Linked DNA regions of Mus musculus: region 2 is linked to region 1. The links are chromatin contacts, called in public HiChIP or PLAC-seq maps. All regions are on one chromosome and are shown on one strand. Each heading gives the region's core, a stretch centred on a gene start, on an enhancer-like site or on the middle of the called end of the contact. The rest is flanking DNA. Distances are from core to core; before and after follow the strand shown.

Region 1 (4,938 bases), core at 1,541-4,040:
GAAGAAAAGAAAAAAAGGAAAGGAAAACATTGGGGAAAATATCACTTGAAGCTCAGCTACCATTTTATAGCTTGCCATTAGTGACCAGCCCATAATAGCCTTGATCAAGGTGTATGGCCATTTTATGTTAGATCATCCACATTCTTTATGTCTAATTTGTCCACATTCAGATGCATTGGATTATATTTTGGGGGCAGGGTGCATGGAGTTGAGTTGAAAGATCAACAAAAGAGATAAAAATCATAGGAGACTCTTGCTCTTTAATTTAAAAATCTTGCGGGGCAGTGGTGGCACATATCTTTAATCCCTCTACACAGGAGGTAGCACCAGGTGGATCAGTTTGAGGCCAGCCTGATCTACAGAGAGAGTTCAAGGACAGCCAGGGTTATTTAGAGAGACCCTGTCTTGAAAACAAACAAAAAATAAGCAAACATCTGGTTTTTCATTATAATTGAAGTACTTACGGTATACCAAGCTATACTTACTTTTCTGTGAACTTATATATAAGAGAGCTGCCACATTATGATATGATGTCATATGATTCAGAGGACAGAATGCTTAAAGTAAAATGCATTATATCTATTTATTTTGTTATTATTTTACATTAACCCACTTTATGATACAATGACCATGAGGACAGAATGCCTAAAGCGAAATGCATTATATCCATTTATTTTCATTATTTTATATTAACCCCCTTTATGATACAATGACCATGAATTAATAATACATTTAAACAAAGGATTTGTAAGCAAGAAGGAAACTTTGCGACTGTCACCACCAGGTTTAGTATGAGAAGATAAGAGGTTATTGTCCACTGCGAGTAAATTGCAGGTTCATCTTCAGAGCAGCCTATCTCTGAAAGCATTAATATGGTTATCCTATTCCCATGAACTATCTTTAAGTTTGGAACGTTCTAAAATCTTTTTATTTTTTGAGCTATTACCCAGCGTTTGTTCATTTGCAGTTTTAGAGTCTATCTCCTCTTCCTTTCTGTTTCACTCCTTTTGTTATTAACTTCAGTGTTCAGAACTTTAAAAGAGCAAAGAGTAAGAGTTTGATAAAAATGAAAAAACTGGACAAGGAAAAGAGAGAGAGTTCACCAACATTCTAGCTTATTTAGCATGCAATGAAAACTTTGAGTCTTCTAGAATTAAACACAGGTTTTCAAGGTGAACATAGATGCAAAAATAAAGTTTTATGAGAATACTACAGAACATGATGATGCATCATTTTTGTCATGTAAATTATAAAAGCTATAACAAAACTAACTACTCACAGTCCAAAACAACTTTTTTTTTTCCTATTAAAAAACAAACAGGCTTTTCTCCACTTCTCTCCTCAGCAATGTGTGTCCTCTTTTCTGGAACAATGAAAATATTGTGTTAAGGAGAAAATCTACCAGCACTCAGGAAACAGAGGCAGGCAGAGCTTTGTAAGCTGGAGGCCAGCCTGGTCTACAAATTGAGTTCCAGGACAGCCAGGGCTCTGTTACACTGTCTCAGGGCCTGTTACCCTGCCCCCCCCCAAAGAAAATCTATTTTGCAAACATCATTATAGATTATAAATATGCCCTTTTGATATTAATAGATTTCACCTTCACTTTTATAGTTATGTTTGTACTTCTTGTGTGAATTTCAGCTTGCCGCTTCTAGGAGGACTGTTGTACAAACCACCCAAAACTAAGGGTTCTCCGTGTGTGTTTTATTCCTTTCTTTTTCTTTTTCTTTTTCTTTTTCTTTTTTTTAATTTAAAGGGTAAAGTCCGTGTGGCACAGGTCAATGCGTTCAAAAGCATATCCTAAGAAAGTGGAAAATTCTTAACAGTTTTAAAATTGGTTTTAAGAAAAATTTGTGCGTGTCAGGAGTTATTTGGGTTACCCCTTGCCCCCACGCATCCCCCCCCCCAAAAAAAAAAACTACGGCCCACAGTTGAAGCCAAAATTCTCAGATTCGATCTTTTATATTTTGCTATATCCCTCCGCCTCGAGTTTTTGACGGCGGCAGTTTCCACAGTGCTTCCACGTGTGTTTTTTGTCCTTTTTTTCTTTTAAGGGAGGTAATTATTTACCAAGTGAGATTAGTAGGCTTCTGAAACGTTCTGAAAGAGAGGAGCCACATTTGGACTTTGTACGACTCTTGTGTGGGGTGGGGAAGGATTCTTTTCTTGGGGGCAAGGATTCCATTTTTGAGTCTGTGAGGGGCGTGCGAGGGTTTTCCTTCGCTGAGAGGACTTCCTTCGCTCAGACGAGTCCTCCGTGCCGTGGGAGGAGGTCGTGTCGCGGCGGGAGAGAAGAGTGTCCCTCACAGGTAGCCTGTGCGTGGGGCTGCTCTGGAGCTCAGGGTTGGCTCCCTTGTGGGCCAGAGCTTTGGGTAGCAGCTTCGTCCAACCACTGGGACGTCAAAGGGATACCACAACTCGCGTGATCCGAGTAAGTACAGGGAACACGCCATTTGCTAAGATGGGGGCTGCCTAAAACCTCTGGGTTGAGGCCATTTCCTGTCAACCAAGGCTTGCCAAGCACACCAGTTCCTGCTTCTGGTGTCTACTTGGGAAAGGACGGTAGCCATTTTCCCCGTTCTTCCCCCCGCAGTAGGATCCCCGCGGCTGGTGAGTAGACGGGGGGCGGTGAGGCGGGACGCAGGGAGGCGCCGTATGACGAGGTCAGCCGTGGACTCAGCGCCATGGCCTACTCTCGGGAGGCTGAGGCGGGGGCCCTTCCGGCCGCCGTTCCCTTCCGCTCGCCTCAGGTGCAGCGCGGATCCCTCCGCCGCAGCGTGCGCTGCCGGCAGCGCGGCGCTCGGCTTTCCGGCAGTACCCGGATGGAGGGGTAATGGCCGCCATCTGGGACTCGCAGGCAATGGGGACCACGGCAGGTATTCCCTGTGTGCGGAGCCGCCAAGACCAGTTAGGATGTCGGGACGCACAGAGAGACGGCAAGGGGCCAAGGGCGAAATCGTGGGGTGCTAGGGTTCCCCCCAAATGGTCTTGGGGGGGATCCGCCTCTTGCGCTAGGAAGCTCATGTTAAATAGTCCCGTCCATTCAGCGCTTCCGGCCAACTTGCCGCAAAGTTTTCTAGAGAAGTCCTTGGTTTCTAACCCGGGGCTCTTGCTAGCTCTTAGGGCTGGTCATTGTCGTCTCGGCTTGGGCTGGTTGTAAGTTTGTCCCTAAGAACTCCCCCACGGTCTCAGAGCCTAGGACTTGGGCGCGCGCGCACGGCGCGGCGACAGTGTACATCCGCGCGCCCGAGGGGCAGCGGAACTCCGGGGAAAGGGGCGGATCGGGCGCGGCGTTTTGGGGGCGATGCGGGGGCGTTTGGCGCGCGAAGCCATCGCTCGTCGGGTTCCGCGCCCGGTGGAGACGGGCTGGGCAGCCCTCAGTCCGCACCCCTCGAGCTGTAGGTTCGCGGGCCCGCCTCGACGGCATCCCTACTATGGGCCCAGTCTATGGCTATTGGGGGTTCTTCCTTGCAGAGACTCCCCGCTCTCTTGGCGCACGCACTGCGCGCCCTCAGAGTTGGGCAAGAAAGTGGTCCTCTTGTAGACTGCCCCCACCACCACCACACCCAGTGGCATATGGATTTCTTTGTCACGGGCTTTTTTTTTTTTTTTCCCCACTTGTAGGGTCCATCTTGAATCTGTTCTTAACATGGTGTCCTCTTTGTTAAGTGGGTAGTATCTTGAGTTAGATGGCTTTGGTAACTCAAAAGTATTGGGTCTGAATGCATAGATGATGTGATTTAACTCTTATCTAGACCAATGGAACAGATGCAACTTCAAAGTTTAGAAAACAAAAGTTAAGGGTCAGTTTTCGCTTCAGGTTTAAATTTGGGTTATTTTAGTTTTTGTAAATTATTTTTTTCAAAAGTCTTGAAAATGGGGAAAGGGGTCAGTTTTTGAGGAATTCATGAGAATGTTGAACTGTCTGTGATTATCTCAGGGATGTAATGTAAAAACAACTCACAGCGTGGTTAATTTGAAAGTCTGGTTTTCTTAAGGCACATTTTACTAATAATAATTGAATTGCTTTTTTTCCCAGCAAAACAGGTCTGATTTGAGTGTGCTCTAAAGTTTGTATGGTCAGAATGAATAGAGAGACTTGCTGAAATTCCCTAACATTTTTAAAGTTATAGCTGCAGATCTGTTAATTATCCTTCAACAAAGCTGTATTTTTCTTTAGAAAGTCAAAAGGGGCAATTCGTACTAGCACTTGAGGGGTGTTGGCTTTCTATGGCGTAGGTAAGCATAGTAGACCTTACTCTTTTCTGTTTTTTTTTCCAAATTATGATTACCAATTCAAACATTATATGTCAGATGTCTGAACAGATAAAAGGATAGCAACTCCAGCGACTGTGTCTTTGTGAGCTCATAGCAAATAAACTTAAATACTGGAGGGTTTTATCATAACCACCTTCACATTTTATGATATTTTTTCTGGAAGTAGTATAGTGTGGTTCCAAAAGCTGCTGTATTTTGAAATATTTTAAATGAGAAACTTTCTATCTAAATATAGTTTGAGTGAAAAAACCCACAAAACCTTACAATGCCCTTTTAATGTACTTTTATTGCAAGTGTTGGGGCTTACTCTCATTGAAGCATTGTGTGTGCCCTGTAGAGAACACTTAATCTGACCAGTCTAACTACTTTTCTGGTTTTCCTTTAAGTTCAAGATTTTAATCTTGCATTTCTTCAGGTGCTCTATTTAAAAGGGTTTTGTCAATTAGAGAAAAGGGTTCTTAGAAAATTTGAAATGTTTATCTGTTGTCTGCCCTCATGTATAGTCTATTAATTCTATAGGCTTCACATCATAGGCAGTTCTCATGGGATGTTGATACCAGCCTTGAGCATTACTGTTGTCAGTAGGCTTTTGTAGTGGGCAGATAAGTGGTTCAGAATCAGGTGCAATACTAATTCTGCTTTTGCAATTTGGATAGGGCA
Region 2 (4,938 bases), core at 1,766-4,265, 940 kb after region 1:
AGGAGAGGGGAGAGGAGAGGAGAGGAGAGGAGAGGAGAGGAGAGGAGAGGAGAGGAGAGGAGAGGAGAGGAGAGGAGAGGAGAGGAGAACAAGAGAGCAGTCATCTGCCAAGGATAAATTTTATAATTCCACAGAAGTAGAGATTACCTAGATTTAGAACTTTGATTACTTTCTTCAAACTGACTCTATTACAAAGAGGGAGCTGTTGAAAGAGCCTGGAAGCCCAGCACTTGGGAGGTAGAGGCAGGACAATCATGAGTTCAAGACCATCCTCAGCTACAGAGTGAATTCCATGCCAGCTGGGGTTACAGGAGACCTTGTTTCAAAAAAATGAAGAGACAAAAAAAAAAAAAAAAAAAAGGAGGATGAAGAAAAGAAGAAGGAAGAGGAAGAGAAGGAGGAAGAACTGACTTTTCCACTGTTCTGACATTTCTCTTCTCTATACTTGAAAAAAAAAATGAAGCCAGACAGTGGTGGTGCACGCCTTTAATCCCAGCACTTGGGAGGCAGAGGCAGGCAAATCTCTGAGTTTGAGGCCAGCCTGGTCTACAGACTGAGTTCCAAGACAGCCAGGGCTGCACAGAGAAACCCTGTCTTGAAAACAAACAAACAAACAAACAAAAATGAAGCAGACTCTCTCTCTTTTTTAAAGATTTATTTATTTTATGTATATGAGTACATTGTTGCTGTCTTCAGACACACCAAAAGAGGGCATCAGATCCCATTACAGATGGTTGTGAGCCACCACGGGGTTGCTGGGAACTGAACCCAGGACCTCTGGAACAGCAGTCAGTATTCTTAACTGCTGAGCCATCTCTACAGCCCCCCAACTCACTTTTTAAATATTTAAAGTTGCATTTATTTAGTTGGGGGAGGGTGTTAAAGTCCAAGGATAACTTGTAGGAATCGTTTCTTTCTTTTCCACCAAGGGTCCTGAGGACTGGACTCAGGTGGCCAATCTCGGTGGAAAGCATTCTTTTCCTCTGCGGCATCTTACAGGCTACCCAACTCTTCTTTTAAACTGTTTAAATGTGTATGAATGTTTCGCCTGCATGTATGCCTATGTCACTGTGCACATGGAGGCCAGAAGAGGGTGTTAGTATCCTCTGGATGTGGAGTTAGTTACCAATCTTTGTGAGCCTCTGGGAGTACTGAGAACCAAGCCCCGGTCTTTCAGAAGAGCAGCCAGTGCTCTTTAGTCGTGAACTCTTAAGTCTTATTATTTACTTACTTCTGAATTCAGTCTCACCATTTTGTCTCACACTAATCTAGAACTCATGGATTTGAGCAATCTTCCCAACTCTGCCTCTCCAGCCAAGTGTAAGCCCTGGCTGCTGCACTCAGCTCCTGCTCAGGACTAGAAAGTAGCTGCCTGAACACTGTCAGACTCTTCACTGGCCTTGGTGTGTCTGTTCCTAAATGCTTTATGACTAGGGTTTTTTTGGTTTTTTTGTTTTGTTTTGTTTTTGTTTTTTGGTTTTTCGAGACAGGGTTTCTCTGTATAGCCCTGGCTGTCCTGGAACTCACTTTGTAGACCAGGCTGGCCTCGAACTCAGAAATCTGTCTGCCTCTGCCTCCTGAGTGCTGGGATTAAAGGTGTGCGCCACCATGCCCGGCACTATGACTAGTTTTAAAGCAACTTTATATTACACAATTTACACGTTACAAATTCACTTATTTTAAGTTCTCTCTCTCTCTCTCTCTCTCTCTCTCTCTGTGTGTGTGTGTGTGTGTGTGTGTGTGTGTAATAGAAACTAGGCCACAGAGTTCTGTGTATCAGGCTGGCCTCAAATTTGCTATTTGGCCAGGAATAATTTTGAACTTGTGATCCTCCTGCCTCTGCCTTCCTAGTGTTGGGATTACAGATGTGTGTCACCACCCAGGGGTCTGTTGAAGTCCATTTGAAAATGATCATCATCAGCCAGGCGTGGTGAGTTCCAAGACAGGCAGGGCTATACAGAGAAACCCTGTCTTGAAAACAAAGAAAGAAAGAAAGAAAGAAAGAAAGAAAGAAAGAAAGAAAGAAAGAAAGCGGTCATCAAATTACTGTTCGCTCAGAAGGAAAGCATTCCTGCCATGTGCAAGGCCCTGGATGTAATCCCCAACCCTTCCAAAAAAAATCATTAAATAAACACACTTGACCTAGTGGTTCCCAACCTGTAAGCAAGAGGATAAAGAGTTCAAGGTTATCCTCAGCTACACAGCCAATCCAAGAGCATACTCAAGGCCCTTTCACAAAATAAATAAATATTAAAAAAAAAAACTAATAAAGGTTTGGTTAACCATTAATTCAACAATGCTATCTGGAACAGTTAAGATGGCCGAGGCTCTGTTTTCATATAACCAGCTCACCACTGCTACCCTTTCTAGATGACTAGTCTTCATTTGACTACTGAATTTCGTTAACACGCATTCACTTGCCATATTACAGTTCCTTGCAAAGAGCCAGTAGTCAACGCAGCCCCTAAATGCCCTGGAACCCAAGCCAAAAAACCACGAAATCTGTGGCCGGTTTGCGTTCCAGCTCAGCCATCCACATCAGACAAGGTCTCCATCCTCCTTTCCATCTTTGGCAACAACCTTTTCCTAATCGTCACTCCGAGTCCAAACCTCACTCCCTCTCCTTTCCAGCCTCCTCTGACTCTGTCACCCAAACCTTTAAAAAAAAAAAAAAAAAAAAAAAAAAAAAAAAAAAAAAAAAAAAAAAAGCCACCGCCTAAACCAAACCACTTGACGTGCTGAGGGGAGTGTGTGGAGGTGTAAGTGTGTGGAAGTGACTGTGTGTGGAAGAAACCAATCGAGTCCCCCAAGGTGTCCATCTTGTGGAATGCCAATTAGGCCCGGCTGAGCGAACCAGAATCAACTTCCCAGTGCATCCCCGCACACAGTAGGCACGCCGATGAGGCTCGGGGGCAGCCAGGCTCTACTCTGTGCCCTGGCCCTACAGGCTCACTACTGCCAAGGAGACAGCACCCCCCGGCCGCGCACGGTGGTAGGAGCCACGCGACGTCACCCATTGTTTACAAATCAACCCAAGCCGGCAGCGTTCCGGCTCCCGCGGCTCTAAGGCGCGCGGTGCCACTGCCCGGTGGTCCCTGCCTAGCCCGGCTTGGGCCTCCGCCTCGCTCCCGCCCCAGCCGCGGCTCGCCGAGCCCGCGGCCAACCGAGCTGCCAGCGACGCCCGCACAGCCGCGGGGGCCCGGGCGGGGGGCCATGCCTTGCCGGAGGGAGGAGGAGGAGGAAGCCGGCGACGAGGCGGAGGGGGAGGAGGACGACGACAGCTTCCTCCTGCTGCAGCAGTCGGTGACTCTGGGTGGCTCGACCGACGTGGACCAGCTCATCGTCCAGATCGGCGAGACGCTGCAGCTGGACGCAGCGCACGATCGCCCGGCCTCGCCGTGTGCCGCCCCGGGTCCCCCGCCCCCGCAGGTCCTGGCGGCGCTGCCGGCGGACAAGACCGGGACCCCAGCTAGGAGGCTGCTGCGGCCGACGGGGTCAGCGGAGACCGGGAACCCTGCGCCCCCGGGGGCCGTGCGCTGCGTGCTAGGGGAGCGCGGGCGCGTGCGGGGACGGTCGGCGCCCTACTGCGTGGCGGAGATCTCCCCCGGCGCCAGCGCGCTGCCCCAGCAGCCGGGCCTTGACGGACCCCCGGGGACCGGCAAACTAAGCACCCCGCAGCCACTGTCGGGCCCGTGCCGCCGGGGTTGGCTCCGGAACGCAGCCGCGTCCCGCCGCTTGCAACAGCGACGCGGATCTCAGCCGGAGACCCGCACTGGCGACGACGACGACCCGCACCGGCTCCTGCAGCAGCTCGTGCTCTCGGGAAACCTCATCAAGGAGGCGGTGCGCAGACTTCATTCGCGACAGCTACAGTTACACGCAAAGCTTCCCGCACACCCGTTCCTCGGGCCTCTGTCAGCCCCAGTGCATGAGCCGCCTTCGCCCGGGAGCCCTCGCGCGGCCTGCAGCGACCCTGGCGCTTTCATGGGGAGGGCGCAGCTCAGAACTGGGGACGACCTTCTTGTCCCTGGCAGCTAACAACCTAAGTGGCCACAGCACCAGCCTGTAGCCGGGGACCAAGGGATTTACCCAGGGCTTCACCCAGCCGGAGCTGGTGGTGGACTCGAGCATTATTTGGAAACGGGAAAATAAGCTAAGGAAGACAGCCGAAATATCGCAGATATTTTCATGGGTAACTGAAATTGAAAGCCCCGAACTGTTTGAAACCCAGGACTTAGGTTTGTTTAAAGCAGAATCTACAGAGCGCACCGCAGGCTGTCAGCAGGGCTCCTTTTTTTTTTTTTTTTTTTTTTTTTTTTGGCGTGATTCAACCTGGTCGCTGCAATTCCACGCAGACTCTCCTGGCCAAGCGGGGACCACGTGGCCACGGTGCATGCTCTCAGGATCGGCTCAGCCTGCTATGGAACGAAGGACGATGATCCCCATTACTTGCTGTACTTTTTCAGGGCTGGTTCCTGATCCATTTTCGGGGAGGGGGAAACAAGAGTGGACTTAATTTCGGGGGGCGCCCCCCCTCCAAAATGCCACACTTGAACATTTAACGACAGTTAAAAGACCATCTCATCATCCTTTGCGGTGCTGGTTTCAATGTAAAACATGCGGTACAACGAGAGGACCCTCTTGGGGCTGAATAGAAGTAACCGTTTTTTTGTCCGTTCCCTTTTTCTTTCAAAGGGTTGCTGTTAGCAGAGTGTTGAGGGAAAGCTGCACCCCATGAGTGTAAGGTGGAGACAGCAGTGAGCTGTGTTGGGTAATGGAAGGGTATGGCGAAGCAAGGAGTGACCCCCTCCTGCCTTCGTAAAGTGTGTTTTTAAAGGAGACCCATCCCTTTGGGGGTTCAAGGTCACTGTTTCCTGGGTGTGCACCGTGTAGTGGGACTCCAACACGGAGACAACCGAATGGCCTTGCTAGGAAGAG

Evidence for each region. HiChIP or PLAC-seq counts read pairs in DNA pulled down with a chosen protein or histone mark.
Region 2: a contact with region 1 is called in an HNF4G HiChIP or PLAC-seq map of pancreatic cancer cells. The contact joins the promoter of Frat1 here to the promoter of Zfp518a in region 1. A contact is called at or near these places in 4 of 39 promoter capture datasets (liver, neural stem cells and pre-B cells) and 2 of 115 datasets of contacts at active chromatin or transcription factors (large pre-B cells and pancreatic cancer cells).

Annotation. Positions count from the first base shown.
Region 1 is chr19:40,891,915-40,896,852 of GRCm38.p6, forward strand. Zfp518a (zinc finger protein 518A) reads left to right here and starts at 2,791. Exons shown (of 5, transcript NM_028319.1): 1 at 2,791-2,876. It overlaps Mir8092 (microRNA 8092), which reads left to right and starts at 2,789; the gene lies at 2,789-2,875.
Region 2 is chr19:41,826,955-41,831,892 of GRCm38.p6, forward strand. It overlaps Frat1 (frequently rearranged in advanced T cell lymphomas), which reads left to right and starts at 3,016. Exons shown (of 1, transcript NM_008043.3): 1 at 3,016-4,938. The coding sequence starts at 3,214. The coding sequence ends at 4,038.